Linked DNA regions of Rattus norvegicus: region 2 is linked to region 1. Evidence: chromatin contacts called from public Hi-C data. All regions are on one chromosome and are shown on one strand. Each heading gives the region's core, a stretch centred on a gene start, on an enhancer-like site or on the middle of the called end of the contact. The rest is flanking DNA. Distances are from core to core; before and after follow the strand shown. Region 1 overlaps Ttc23l (tetratricopeptide repeat domain 23-like). Region 2 holds the start of Rai14 (retinoic acid induced 14).

Region 1 (7,503 bases), core at 2,060-4,559:
CATTAAGATGTATTGTCATTGAGTTTGTTGTCTAGTGTTGTTTTGTATCTTTTTGTTGTTTTTCTTACAAGGTTTCTTTTTATAATAAAGTTTTTTTTGTTTGGCTTGTTTTGGGTTTTGTGTGTGTGTGTGTGTGTGTGTGTGTGTGTGTGTGTGTGTGTGTGTGTGTGATGCTTTAGCCCTAACAGGTCAATGAACTTTGTGGTTTCTGGTTTCATTCTCTTTTTATAGAAAAAAAAAGATGGCTTTCTTTGCCCCCCCCCCCGTTGTCATATGTAGCTTTAAAGTCCATCAGAAAAGCTATATCACTATAACTTCTCGGTTTGCAATTGTCCCGGAGATATATGCAGTGATGAAAATGAAGCTGACACTCCATGCTTTCGTACTACCAATAAGGCTGGATTAAGAGATCCAGCCAGGATCTATTAATGTCCTATGGCCTACCACATGCTGTGTGAAATGCCACTCTCACTCTGCGTTGTTTCTACAATACAGATACTGTCTGACTCCTCATTAAAGAAGGCTGAAACATAGGGTAACTTGTACATGGAAAGTGCTGGAACAAGATTTAAACAACGTCGTAACACTATGTCTAGTATGTGGTCTACATTCTTCTAGTTAGGACTCTCTTGTAACGGGGGTGGGGCACTTTGCAAGGTAATGCTCACTTTCTGATTATGGAACATGTCTAATTGAATGTTGGCCCAAACATTAATATCAAAAAGTTGTTCTACAAGTTCATGCTAATGTTAGCAAATGGCGATGTCCTATTTGCCAGTAGAATGGCTTCTTAGTCAGCATTCTCTCCACATCTGGAATCTTTGTCCAACTTTGTCATCATCTCCAATCAGACACTCTCCAGGCCAGCAGGCTTTCCAAGCTGCTTTACTCACATTAGCTCGTTTACTTACAACGACCCTATGAACTGAGAATTCCGGGTTTATCCCTACCTCAGGGATGAGGAAACTGATAAGTGAGCTGTCCAAGACCATATGCCGACACACAATAGAGCTGGGCTATAACAGCCACTGGCTGCATCTCACCTCTACACTGAATTATCTCTTAACATTTATCTTTCCATCATCACAAATAAGATGCATGTTATAAATGCTAAAATAAAATCACAAAAATATAGAGCACGAAGTCTCCACACACAAATGACCCAGACATAATACTATTATGTTTAGTAATCACATATTTATAAAAACCAATATGTAGTTTTTTCTTATTCCTTCCAACATATCTGAGGTAAAACCCAGGGTTCTGAATGACCATGTTATAACATATACCACTTTTTTCTGGTTGGCATTTGAATTTGTCTACCATTTTTTTCTTATTGGAAACAAATCCTTAAAGAAGATGAAGACCAACATGCACAAAGCTTGAGTACAGATATCAAAAAACAGATTTTGAACCATATTTCAGAGTCATGGGACACACACACTTAAACATTTTACCCACTTTTTTCCCCTCAAAAAACCAACAAAGGGTAGTATAACAGCCAGTCTTATCAACAGAATATGAAGAGGGCCAACTCGCTGTGACCTTGCTGACAGAACGAGGCTGGCAGGTATACTCTCCATTCTCACGAATCCTCGGCTAACACTTGCACTTGTTAATGCTACAGGAGGCTGGACACTGCCTGCTCACTGGTAGTCTGCATTCCCTTAATGTTTCATTGCAATAAGGTAGTTAGTGCTTTCTGGAAACTTTCTCCTCCCTCTTTGATTTCTTTTCTGATTTTTCTAAGGTCTCTTTTTGAGTCTCCTTCATCTAGATAATACAATGATAATGCTTGGTTTTGTTGCTAATATCAATGCTACTATTATTACTATTAACTGTTACTATTACTACTACTATTACTGCTACTATTAACTACTAGTATAACTACTGCTGCTGGTGGTGGTACAATTAACTGCTACTGCCACTACAACAATTCCTGGAAGCTGTGTTTCCCACATATATTAAATGCCTAGCGAGAGTGTTTTTATTACGTCTTAGAGCTAGAGTGCGAAGTCCCACTGCACTTGTGCCCTGGTGCTCAGCACCTAAATCATGCTATAATCTCTCCAGACTAAGCGTGAACGGTCTCCAAAGCTCTTTCTAAGCCTCATTGTTCCACAGACACACATCTGTACGCTGTTTTCCATCTCATAGGCTTCAGAATGTATCTCCCTGAGCTCTTGTTCCAAACCCCCAGCAGCTTACTAGACATTGCCAAGTGTGTGTACAGGGAACACCTCAAACACAGCATAAGTAACATGGAAATTATTATCTCCCAAGTCCCAGACATCCTCCATGATGGTCTCCTCTACCAGCACTGCTCATTACGTCAGTCTATTTGTTAAGCTGGGGACTTCAAAGCCAACTTGAGTCTTGCCACTGACACACTTCACATCTAATTGCTTTCAAAGTTTGTCAACATAAATGACAGAATGCTTCTCAATATATCATCTATACCTTCCGATAGCTTAGGTCCTTAAGAGTCTCAACATCTCTCTCTTAGGCTATTGGATCTGCCTGCTAAGTGTGCTCCTTACTTCTCCCTACTTGTCTTTCATATCCATCGCTATCAGAGTTGATCTCTGAAAGCTGATAACTAATCCTATCCTGTTCAAAATTTCTTTCATAGCTGCCTTCTCTATAAGTCTAGACACTCAGTATAGTTTATGAAAGTCTGGTGCTATGGCTCCAATATTTTTACTCCAGCAGAGGACTTCAACAGACTTCACCCCAGTTTTGTCCACAGCTTGGTATTATCCATGCACATTAAAGTATAACAACTCAAGACTTCTTGCTTTCCTGAGAAACACCAACTCGCCAGCTTCTTTTCTGTCTGCAGTTTTGGTCATCTACCTATGTTTGAAGACCCTCTACCCTTCCTGCGTGCAGTTTACACACATGGTTTTGGCCTCACAATTTATTCCTCGTTGTTTTTATTTATAATTCTATTAAAAACATACTTCAGAGTAATTTCAAACTGGTTATGTGTATTTTTTCTGAAAGGAAAGTTTCTTAAACACATCGAGTACTTCTCAGTACTTGAGCTTGATTTATGAATGATTAAACTGAAGTGCACCTGGGACTCAGGTAGAAACTTAACAACGTCCAAGTTTGTTCACAAAGACGAAGTTTTCTCTGCCTCTTTTTAAGCACTGAAATCTTACGGGATGCCTTTGTAACTGTTGTTTTGCTCTGAAATTAGCTCCTGTCTCAAGCGGCCAGTTCTGCTCTAACTTGCAGAGCCTCCACAAGACAAGAATTCAGGCTGCTGGCCGTGACAGTCCAGTGAGTATTTCACTGCGTTCCTGAAGGAGGTGTCGTAAAGCACGCTAGCGCCCATTGGAATACAAGCCGAGTCCCAGGACATCTGGGACTGATTGTTCCAGTGAGAGGCTGAAGCAGAGAGAGCCATTCCTGCACTGATTTTGGACATCTGGGCTCTGGCAACTACCCCATGGCTTTGCTCAGCAGTTCTTGGGAAACGAGATATGGGCCTGTTTCAGAGAAAGAAAAACCTTTAATGACGCAACATCTATTCCAGCAGAGGACTTCAAAGGACTCTTCTTTTCCCCTTATATGGACTCTAGCTAGGTCTAGATCTCATTGTCTTAGCAGAAAGAGAGCAATTAGATTTACATTAAAATTCCAAGAGCCTTGCCTCTTCCTGTGCAAATTAACTCTAAAAACTCAGTTTTCAGTGTCTCCACATGTAAAATGGGTTCTAGAGTGTAACCTGCTGAAGAGGCCTCTCTATATGTGGATGGAAACCCCTTCAAAGTCAGATTCTTAGTGAAAGAGCAGGAATCTGAAATCTGATCAAGCACTTAAAGAAATGTAGACTCCCTGGCGTCTGCATTAGCTTCCACAAATATCCCCTAGTTTCTCTTCATTTTATGGCACTTGTCACCTTGAGGCTACTGAGAAAACATATTCACTCTATTTATCTTGCATTCTTTCCTTATAAAGTTAGAGATACATTTTACTAACACATGGAGAATACATTGTTTTGGCCATCTTGTCTCCTACCCCTGTTCCTAGATCCACCAGGAATCTCACCCACCCAGCTAACTTTGTTTCCTCTTTTATCAAAGCCTTAGATTCCTGCTAATGGCTACATAATTTTACATGTGTGCCTTCAAGTTGTACAGACATTGAGCATGCTGTCATAAGCACTATGAGTTCATATGTACAACTGCTGTATGCAGAGGACATCGTTTCCCTGTAGTCACCTAACCACCCCTGCCCCTTACAGTCTTTCTGCTCCCTCTTCCACAGTAATCCCTGAGCCCTGGGAAGAGGGAACCTGTGTGGATGTCTCCTTTAGCGCTGAGCACTTGACAGTCACTTATTCTTTGAACCTTGACCAGTTGTGGGTCTCTTGTCTGTCTGTCTGTCTCCCCCTCTGTGTGTGTGTGCGCGTGTGGGTGTGTGCGCGTGTGTGCGCACCATGGTATGCTCTGATAAGCATTGGAAGTTCAGAGGACAGCTTGTAGGAGTCTATTCTTTTCTCCCACCATGTGTGTCCCAGGGATCATATTTAGTCTTCAGACATGGCAGCAGGTTCCCAGGTTCCCTTAACCTACTGTTAATCTCACTAGTTCTGAGGTTTCTCTTGTTTGGATACAAGCCAGGTAGAATTTTTGCCCCAACTTTGAAGAAAGAGCCTGTGTTTCTTCTCTGAAATTGCATGTTGTTTTTGTTCCGTTTTGTTATTAATAATTTCAAAACATAAAAGGTGCTTTAAATGGATCAGAATGTCAAAATCTCAAACACAAAATATGGTAATTCTGACTAACAATTACCCCTACTTTCGATTATTCTGACTTGTCTTAAAAGTGAGAGGCTGTGAGTCTTCTATAAGGAAGGGGAGGGATGAGTGTTTTGCTAACATTGATTTAGCACACGCTCTGCTGGGCACTGGGATATGCATGTATAGACAAGAATTTGCTTAAAAGTCATGACAACTCATGATACACTGAGACTTACCCATCAGTGATGGAGAAGCTGAAGCTCAAAAGGGCAAATGATTTGCTCAGCTTCATGCACTTCCCAAGGATAAGATGGGTTAGAATCATAAATCTTACTCCAGGCATGAGTATTCCTTAGCCTACTCTGGATAGAAAACAGTAAGATGGCCATATATATGACTCATTTAAACATTATGGTTCATTATGTCTACTCTGAAGAAAAATAATTACTATCAGTATTGATATTTTATTATGATGTTGACAATAAGAGAACATTAAAGATGTAAGGCTTTCCTGAACCTGACAATTATTTATGGTCTCATTAATGCAGACATGAGAGGGAAGTGCCCACCCGTTGAGGGGAGTGTGTTGCATAACCACAGACTAAGGGCACTAAGTACATTCTCAAAGACGAGAGACCTGGGAGCTGGAGTCCTGAGTTGTGAATCTGCTTTTAGAGTAGAAGCTAGATTTCTGCCTTCAGAAGCCAAGCTCTGACATTAGAGAGGCCTGTGGTAGATTCTAGCTCTGCTTCTTCCTGGGAAAACTTTGTGATTTTTTTAAACACCCAAAGAGTCTAAGCTTCAGTTTTATCCTGAGAGAAAACATACGTACCAACTGTGGTTTCTGAATCAGAAATAGCATGTGTTAGAGAAATGAAAGATCAATATTCTAGTTTGTCATACTCTTTCTGTCTTGATGAAGAAATATGCTTTTATATACACACACTTGTAAGTGGGGCGCTTCTGTGAGGTTGGTCCTCTGTACCCCTAACCTGAATGTCATGGGAGGGGCTGAGAACCCAATTCTCTGGCTGGTGGTAAGTAGACAATAGCTTTATTCAGCACCCACCTCAGATGTGGCTGACTAAGACTGGTGTGACAGACCCGGCTGCAATTATTCTTGCAGCTCATCTCTCCCACCTGCCTAAGCTGGTGAGTCTGCTGAGAGTGGACTAATGAATGACTTCTGGTGAATGAAATCAGCATCCTAACCTCACCCAATAATGATACCCTCTTTGTCAAAGAACTCTCTTTGAAAATCATACAGCCTTTAGGGTCATATTTACGTGGATCCACATTTCAAAGACTACAGATTAGAGGGAATCTTCAGAAGCTTGGTCTTTGTCCTGTCAAATAAGAGCTTCATGTTGGGTAGTTGTGGAAGTTTAAATGAAACCCTTTCTAAGCAGGACCAAGCTCAATTGGAGGTTTTAGTACACACCTAACACTTTTTAATTCTCCTTTTCCTTAGAAGGGAACAATCCAAGGTCAATATCACATTGAGATGTACAGACATCAATGACATAAGAAAGGAGGAGACTGCAGCAGGTCTTTGCCAACCATTCTCTTTGCCTTAAACCTAAGCATTGAAGGGGAATCTGGACATGCTAAATTGCCCCAAACACCTGCCCTATATTTAGATATGTAGATATAGTCGACGAGAAACATAATTTTAAAGTATACATTTATTTGACTTTGTAAAAATCCCAATTTATACAATATTATGTTCATCACGCTGTCAGCAAAGACCTTGTCTTGCAGGATTTGGCTAAAATGTTCAGCACTGTGAGAGATATGCTTAATGTATTTGTAGATGTAACAGTATGTTGCATATTATTTCAGTCAACTCCTATAATTCCAGATCCTGAGCTATTAAGAGATCAATTCATTATTCCCAGTATAGAATCTGAGAAAGTCCATAACTGAGGTAAGAGTTTTTGCCTTACTAGGTAAGTCACCCGTACCTGGCTGAATCAGAGACAGACATATTCATATAACCACAGTGGCGACATGGTTCATATCCATATGCAGAACTTACCTTTGCAATAGGGAAAGGAGGCTTTTAGTCTCTATGCTCTTAGTGTGCTCACTTCCATAGATGAGACTCTGAATCATTAGACACTGCAGGTGAAGTGAGAAATACAACAGGTTAAAGAGACTCGGTGCAAACACATCAATTGCAAACTGAGTCAGAAGCAGACTAGGGGACTTGGGGTGTCCGGAGTCTGTTGGTTCCTTCCAAAGAGCAAATCAGCATGCACTGAGGGCTCTAGTTACGTTGTGTATGCTCCGTGTGATTTATACGAAATCCAGTTTACTGCACCTGTTGCTACAGACAACCAAAGCAATGAGACCCCAAATTGAGGAAATCCCTCCTTAAGATATGGCAAAAGCAATGGTTTCTGTCAGGACCTTTGAAATAAATCAAAGTAAATAAACAAGCAAAGTCCACACGTGCCTCTCAAAGCTGCCTTCTGTTCTGATGCTGACCACTTTACTCTTAGTCTTGAAAGTCTATTGCTGATAATCTTCATCTCAAACAGCCTATAGAAAGTATACAGAATGCATGAACGGATTTTCAAGACATGGGATATCAGGTAACAAAGGGCTGTGATTGTCCCAAAGAGAGAAAGCAGGTGTGGTAAACAACATGAATGGCCCAGGCTACACTCTGAGTTTCTGGGCCATCACACAGAAGAGACAAGATCATGCTCACCAGAATCTATCATAGTGCTGAAAGCACTTAGAGA
Region 2 (7,381 bases), core at 457-2,956, 200 kb after region 1:
ATCAGTTTTCCTATGACAGTACAAAGATCTTTGAACTGCGCTATGAATGCCTTGCACTGCCCTTTAAAGTCATAAAAAAAAAACACATCTAAGAATGTAAATAATACAATAAACTCATTCGTGAAGCATCTCGGTGGTTGGAGATAAAACTGACAGCCCAGCATGGATGACTCTCCCAGTACTTATTCAACAAAAGTTGGATTTCTTCTGATAAAATTGGCTGCCTTATAAGCCTAAGCGAGGAAAGACTCCGAGAGTAAGTTATCACTAGCAAAAGATAACATTAAACCCATCAGTCAAAAACAAAACGACTCCTGTCACACGTGTAAGCAAGCATACAGGGCCCAGCACTCCCGGGACAAAGCAAAGTCTAACCTCCCTGGGATTCACAGGCTTTCTCCGATTATGTTCAAACCCAGAGGAGATGAAAGAGCTAACGCTAGATCCTCTAAGGGACCAAACTAGTTCCTGTCTAAGGCAGCCTTCACAACCTTGAGATCTCAAACCCAAGACAATGGGCAATCCGCTAGTCCCAGGCAGATCCGCGCTATCCCTCCTAAAGCGGCTAACACTCAAATTACCTGTGAGTCCAGAGTGAAGGGAGACAGCAGGTAAGAAGTGAGTGGCCTGGCATCTGCATACTTGGTAACGGCAGTAAAGCAGTGCCGGGCTCCTTGGAAAAGAAAGCCTGGCTTTATATAAAGTCCAGGCCTCTGTGAGGTCACCCCTGCCTCTTTAAGTCACAGTGGGCTCCATCTGCTTTAATCTCCCCATCTGTTGCCTTTCCAGACTTAACACCCCACTGCCACCACCACCACCGAAGGAGATGCGAAATCCAAAATGAAAAACCGCTGGAAACTGCAGAACCTAAACTGGGGACACAAACTGGCCCAAGACAGCAGGAGTTGAAAGAACGATGCCCGCCTGCCCTCCCAGAGGGTCTCGATGGATGGCGACCGAAGCCCAGCAGCTTGGAGTGTGCCCCAACTCCAGCATCCTCCTCCCCGCCCTCCTAAGAGCTGTGGTGGGGGGAAATAACAAGGAGGGTGGGGGACAGGGGGCTGTGACAGCTTAGGGCGGTCTCGCCTGCGTCCTCCGGACAGCTCACCCGCTCCCTTGAGTCCGTAAAGGAACAATAGCGGACTGTGGGTCTCTAGAGCCACCCGGCGTCTCCCGCTCCCACCTCCGTCTTCTGCTTTTCCAAGTTCAGCCAAGAGGTGGGTCGAGCCAGGGAGCAAGGACTGGGGTACCGGACCCCGGGCAGGGCACGCAGGTGGGACAGGCTGTCCCGGGGGCGCAGACACATCGTTCTCCCGAATCCGGTCATTCATTCCCACCCGCGCTCCCTCGGCAGACGCCCCGCGCCACTGCCCCGCACCAGACCGCCAGAGGAGGCGAGCCCCTTTTCCAAACTAAGTCGGACCTCTCTTTCTGCCAGAGCCCCACCATCCTCCCATTCCTCCTCTCCCCAACCCCCAACTGTCTTCCGTGGACAGTGGGCGGCCAAAGCTGTGTCCAGACCATAACTCCAGCCCCGCGCTCCTCCCGGCGCCCGGAGCTCGGCGCAGTCCCAGACACAAAGGCGGGGACCGAGCCCAGAGCCCGCACCCCAGCCTCCCGGCTCCGCGCGGTCACTCACCCCATCCAAGCGGCTGCCTCAGCTCCGGGCCCGGCTGGCCGTCCCGCCCGCCGCTTCCCCAGGAAAGCGCGGCTGCCGGGCTCGCTTCCTGCTCGGCTTCCTGCACTGGGTCCCTCCTCCTCCTCTTCCTCCTCCTCCTCCTCCTTCTCCTCCTCCTCCCTCTCCTCCTCCTCCCGAGGCTGGGTCAGTGGGCGCTCAGCTCCCGGGCTCCGCCGGCAGGGCGGGGGCAACGGCAGCACCACCACGTGGCCGCCGGGCGCCGGCCCCCGACCTGGATCCCGTGGGCTCAAGGAGGGAGGTGCTGGCCACTCCCACCCCGCGCGGCCCCAAATTCCCGGAGTCAGGTGACCTGGCCCCGGAGCAGCTCCCGGGACCTGCAGGAGGTGCTCCCCGACCGCCCACGCCTCGGCTCGCGGCGCCTCCAGGACGTCCACGCTCGCTTTTGATTTCTGTGGAACGCGGGAATCCTTCTCCGTGGGTCTGTCTCACACCTTAACTTGAAGTTAGTGGGATCCACGGTATGCGGGTTCCACTGCTGGGGTAGGGATAAGGACCCGAGAAAGTATTGTTTCTGGTCCATTTCCAAAGTTATCTGTAGTCTTGGGAAAAGCAGAGTCATTGACCCAAAGCCCGCTCTGAACCAAACAGGAATCGGTTCCATTTTCGTTGTGAACGAAAAGAAAGTAAACCAGAATGTACTCACATTTTCTGGGCTGAACCAGTTGGTTGGAGCGACTGTTTCTTAACACTCCTCAGGTGGTGAGACAAAACTTACTTGTGCTCTGCTCGGGAGTTGGGAGACTATCTGCAGCCTGCAGGGACAGGCTAGACGGGAGTCGGAGCGCCCTCAGCAGGGTGCCTTGAGTTGGAAGTCCTGAGATCCGGTGAAGCTTCCCTCCCCCAGACCACCAGGACCGGACTTCTGAACCGAATCGACTTCTCCATTAATTCTGAGGATTTGAAATCTCTCCACTATTCCCCTGATTTAAGTAGGCTTTTTAGTTCCACTAGCCAGCTAGGTCGTAGAAAGTTTAACTCACCAAAGCTCCACGGGACTCCTGGTTGGTGGTGTGTCTTTCGCACAGAGAGGTTTCTAGCGATTTTTGCTAGGATCGACTGTAAGTCCACTGAAGGAAGTAAGGAGGAAAAACAGCCAATTCCAACAGAAGTGAGAGTCACCTTAACACCAACCAGTGTACAGTATCTTTGTGTGTGTTAGCATCAGATCGCGTGTGTTTTATCCCACTCCTTCGCTCCTTTCCCCAAGAGAACACCTTGCCTTAGCTTTCACAAGCAAACTTGCCAACTAGAAAACAAAAGCTTCATCTTTAGCTCAATAGCCTTTGCTTTCTAAGCACCATACATCAAAAAGATTCCCCCGGGGGAGTGGGAGTGGGGAGCCAATTCAAAGCAAGATGCACACTCTTATACATGTGGTGTGGAACTAAAAACCACACTAAAAGAAACTGACAAGTACTCCGTGTAGTGCTGGCAATTTCTACTACCCAGGTTTTCATCTCGGGTCCTTTAATCAGTTACCGACTGAATATTTAAGTACCTTATACTGTTCATCCAGCATTGAGCATAGCCACCTGTGGGTTTCTCACCTCTAATTTTTGTTGAATCAAAGGCAGTTGGGATGGTGGTACAGCCTGTCAAAGGCTCCTTCGGAAATGTCTGTGTGTGCATATTGTTTAGGAACTGAAGACAAGTTGTAGTTAAACTATTAAACAAGTGTCTTTCTAACTAGCCTTTCTTTCATTCACCCAAGGCCTCAACTCTGCTAATCTTTCCCGATCACCTTTAAAGACCCTTTCCCAAGTTGCCTTGTCCGCATAGGTGTCCTGTGTGCTCTACCCTCAGTAGTTTATAACCCAACCCCCATCGGCAAGATCGAAGTGTGTGAGGCACCGTGTGGAGGGAAGAGTGTGCCAAATCCACTTGCAGAATCACCCTTTTCAAACTCAAAACTGACACTCGTGTACTTTAGAGGCTTCACCTACCTTAGACAACCCTTAAAACACTCCCTTCTGCATGGAAATCGGTGATTAAGTTTGGGGGTTAAGTAATGTCTTCTCCTTGCTTTGTTGTTATTTTGTCCATGAGTTTTAGAAATGCTAACTGGGGGTTGGGGGATTTAGCTCAGTGGGAGAGCAGTTTGGTTCGAGGCCCTGGATTCCGTCCTCAGCTCGGGGGGGGGGGGGGGGGGGGGGGGGGGGAGTAGGTGGGGGAGGGTATGCTAACTGAGCTCAGGTTTTGAATACAGCAGTAAGTGGGCTGCCTAAATAAAGTTAAGCACCTGCTATCTAAAGTCTGTTAAAATCTCAGGGGATAAACATGTTGCATTGTAGGTATAAATTTCTTGAAACCTATTTTTATTAAGAGTTTAACTTCTCCTCTAGCCCACCACCCAGCAGAGGCAGTGGAAGGAAAAAAGTTTTTAGGATATGGGGAGAGTGGACCTATTTAGCAATAGTTTATTGTGGGGCGAGCTCGATCTTCTTTGGTAGCAACTCAGCCCTGTAGCAAACACAAATATGGCGGATCAGCTGTACACTAGACCTCTAGGTAGACAGACACCAGGCACAAACCAGCAGCTACAGTCTAATCCTTTTAGTAAGCAGACACCAGTTAGCTAGTGTCAATCCTGAAGGCTCGCCATCCTGCCTGACCGAGGAAACAACCTTCTCAATGGCGCCATTCTCACATGTTGAACTCAACAATGCTATGCAAGGCCAGCCGATATATGTGTGTTAACAAAGAATAACGAGATGGAGCAAAGCAAACCCATGCTCAGTGCTCGCCTCCCACTGCTCTGGGGTCATATTTATATTCCTTTATCAAGCATCCTTCCGTGTGTTTGCTATATCAAAACACCCTTTAAGCTGTGTCTGCTTCAGGAAAAACGTTCCTTCACAAGTCATTTACATGTGTCCACTTCAGCTAAATGTTCCTTCACGTGTTTGCCCCAGCAAAACACCACCCAGCCGACTTTCCAAAGAACCCTTAGGTTTCCACTTCATTGCACTCCTGACCTGCACGCCTTACCCCAGAAAGGTAAGCGTGGCACAATATGTATTGCAAATATATAATGAATATTAAGAGCAAGGAGACCGTGATCAAAATCCATTTTGCTTTGAACTGGAAGCGTTTTAGCCTCTTCTGTCCTCACTTTCCTAATGAATAAAAGAGCTCCAACTCCATGACCTCTCAGAACCTTTTCAGCTGAGACCCCTAAGCCTATCCTTAGTTTGCTGAGCCCGTATAAGCGAAATTTACCTTGTTTCTGAGGTAAAGCATTCTCTAATCACTCCCTTGTCACACCAACATCTTTGTGAACTCTAAAGAGTGTGGCCATCTAGCACTTAGTAGGACTCCATGAATGAAAAAACATTGATTGGTAAAACTCGAGTTTTGTTTTTGAAGTTAAATATTATATCCCTTCTACCTTCCTCAGTCTCTCGCCAGTACTGGTTCTCAGATTAGGAACATTTGAAGATGATACAAGTGAAAACTACCCATCCCTGCCGGAGGAAATAGCACATCAGAACCAAAGTGCCGTCCACTGTATTTGGTGTGTGGTCAGTGCTGCAGTTTGGATCTGAAGTGTCCGTGTGTGTGCTCAGGGATTGATCCCCCCAGGACCATGCTATTGGAAGCACATGCTATATGACACTTTTAGGAGGTAGAAACTGGGAGGCTCTTCAGGACCAAGGCACGTGCCCTTGAAGGGGTTTGTGATACTCGAGTAGCCCTTTATCTTTGCGTCTGGCCAAGCAAACCTCTTGGCCATGCCTCGAACGCTGGCCGTCGTGCAGTGCTTGTCACAAGCCTAAGAGCAGGCATCATGACCGATGGATCATGGACTGCAGCCTCCATAACAGTGAACTAAAATAAGGTTCTCAGCCAGGAGAAATAGCACGTGCCAATAATCTCAGCTCTTGGCAGGAGAGTCAGGAGTACAAAGTCATTCTTTATCTTTCTTCACGGTGAATTCAAGTCCAGATCAGGCTACAGGAACCCTCAATCTCAAATGTCCAAATTAATTAATTAAAGCTTATCTTTTTATAGTTTGATTATCTCTAGTATTTCGTTACAATGACGGGACGCCGACTCAGCATATAACCTCCTCTCTGTCCAGTAAAAGGCAGCCAGACTGAGAGATACAGAGAACTCTGAAGCCAGTCCCAAGAAGAAGGGGGAAACATAAAACAAGCAGAAGGCTGGGGGGCAGGGGGCATTCTACACGTTCACACACATGCTCAAATAGTCACAGAAAAAAAGCATTCTTTTTATATCTCCCGGTTGAAAGCCACTAACACAGGAAAAACACTAATAAAGTAACTTTAGATTACAAAATGTAGGGAGTCCTTGGTGGAAAAGCAGCTTCAAAACACCAATTGGTTTGTGGGTTTTCGACTTCTCAGAAAGCCAGCAGTTGCAATTTTAAAGGTAGGTCATTTTGCTTTTCTTCTCAGCAAAGTTGAGCACCTGCTCAGGAGAGGGACTACAGAAAGCCCTGCCTGGTGCCCAGCTTACAGAAGGCCGCAGGGGAACTGAGCATCTTGCCCTTGGCACTACAGACTTACTAAGAGGCTGTTATGATTCTGGTTATGAGGTGGGAATGCTCATGCTCCCAGTGCTGTCCTGCTCCACTTGGTGGTGACAGATGCCACAGGTCTACTGGGTAACCTGATCTACTGTAAATGTAAAATTTGCCCGACTGCATGTGCTAGCAGGAAGAAAAAAAAAAGGTCTCTTTAACTGTTTCTGTATTGAGTATGAGTAGAAATTTTAGTATTTTCTTTTTTTTTTTTGGTTCTTTTTTTCGGAGCTGGGGACCGAACCCAGGGCCTTGCGCTTCCTAGGTAAGCGCTCTACCACTGAGCTAAATCCCCAGCCCCTAGTATTTTCAATGTCAACATTATCTTACCTGTTTCTTTCTTGATAGAAAAGATGCAGTTCCTAGAACTGGTTATTTAGCTAAAGTGGTAGACGGCTTGCCTAGAGCAGCACAGTGTCCTGGGTTTCATCTCCAGGATGGTTAGGAAAAAGTTAAAAGATTATTGTTCAACTTATATTTCTATTTGGTGGCCTTGCTTTAACAGCTGACATTATCATAGAACGCACTTTAGCAGCCATTACAAGAGCTCTTGACATAAATGATACATCAAGCTAATGTTTGCAAGTGATATACATCAGCTACAGTGACCGTGTGGAGTCTACAGCATTTAGCAATGTTAGGGGCTAGTTACAAATTCCGAGTAGAGGACAAAAGGTGAAAACTGGCAACATCTTGAACCTATGGAAATGTTAGGTCAGTTAATTCTTATGTCTGTTTGATGGATCAGAAGGACCCAGGGCATGGGAATAGAGTAAGTAATTTGCCCAAAGTCATCAAGTTGCTGATGTTACAATTCAGCTTAGGACAGTCTGGCTCCAGAGCCTCCCTCCTTAACTGTTGTGCACTCTGACCTACATGAGAGCTGACATGGATTTCCTAAGCTTTGTTCTCCTAGTCCCCCACCAACTTGGGCATTGTGTCATCCTATAGGGAGAAACTAAGTTTGAAACAGATACAGGGAGCTGCCCATATCCCAGAACTAGACACTGTAGAGGTAAGCATCAAAGCATGGTCACCCAACCCTAGAATGGTCCTTTTAGCCGCTATTCTATCGGGCATTAGACTACCTCCACTAACAAGGGGTGATCAGTCTCTTCACTTTCTTTCAGCTCTGCAGA

What was found. Hi-C and Micro-C count contacts between places; a contact is called where the count stands out from the background.
Region 2: a contact with region 1 is called in a Hi-C map of mammary epithelial cells, with 4 times the contacts expected there. The contact joins the promoter of Rai14 here to the enhancer-like site in region 1. A contact is called at or near these places in 8 of 12 Hi-C or Micro-C datasets (the A7r5 cell line, the Rat2 cell line, Schwann cells and 4 more).

What each region holds. Positions count from the first base shown.
Region 1 is chr2:61,207,077-61,214,579 of GRCr8, forward strand. It overlaps Ttc23l (tetratricopeptide repeat domain 23-like), which reads right to left. Exons shown (of 13, transcript XR_005500732.2): 10 at 6,792-6,874. Among named protein-coding and RNA genes, the nearest start is that of Rad1, 22 kb to the left of the region's middle. Within about 2 kb of position 3,310, at least 3 of the 93 cell types and tissues checked have an H3K27ac peak or open chromatin away from gene starts, as enhancers often do.
Region 2 is chr2:61,407,347-61,414,727 of GRCr8, forward strand. Rai14 (retinoic acid induced 14) reads right to left here and starts at 1,707. Exons shown (of 18, transcript NM_001399209.1): 1 at 1,640-1,707.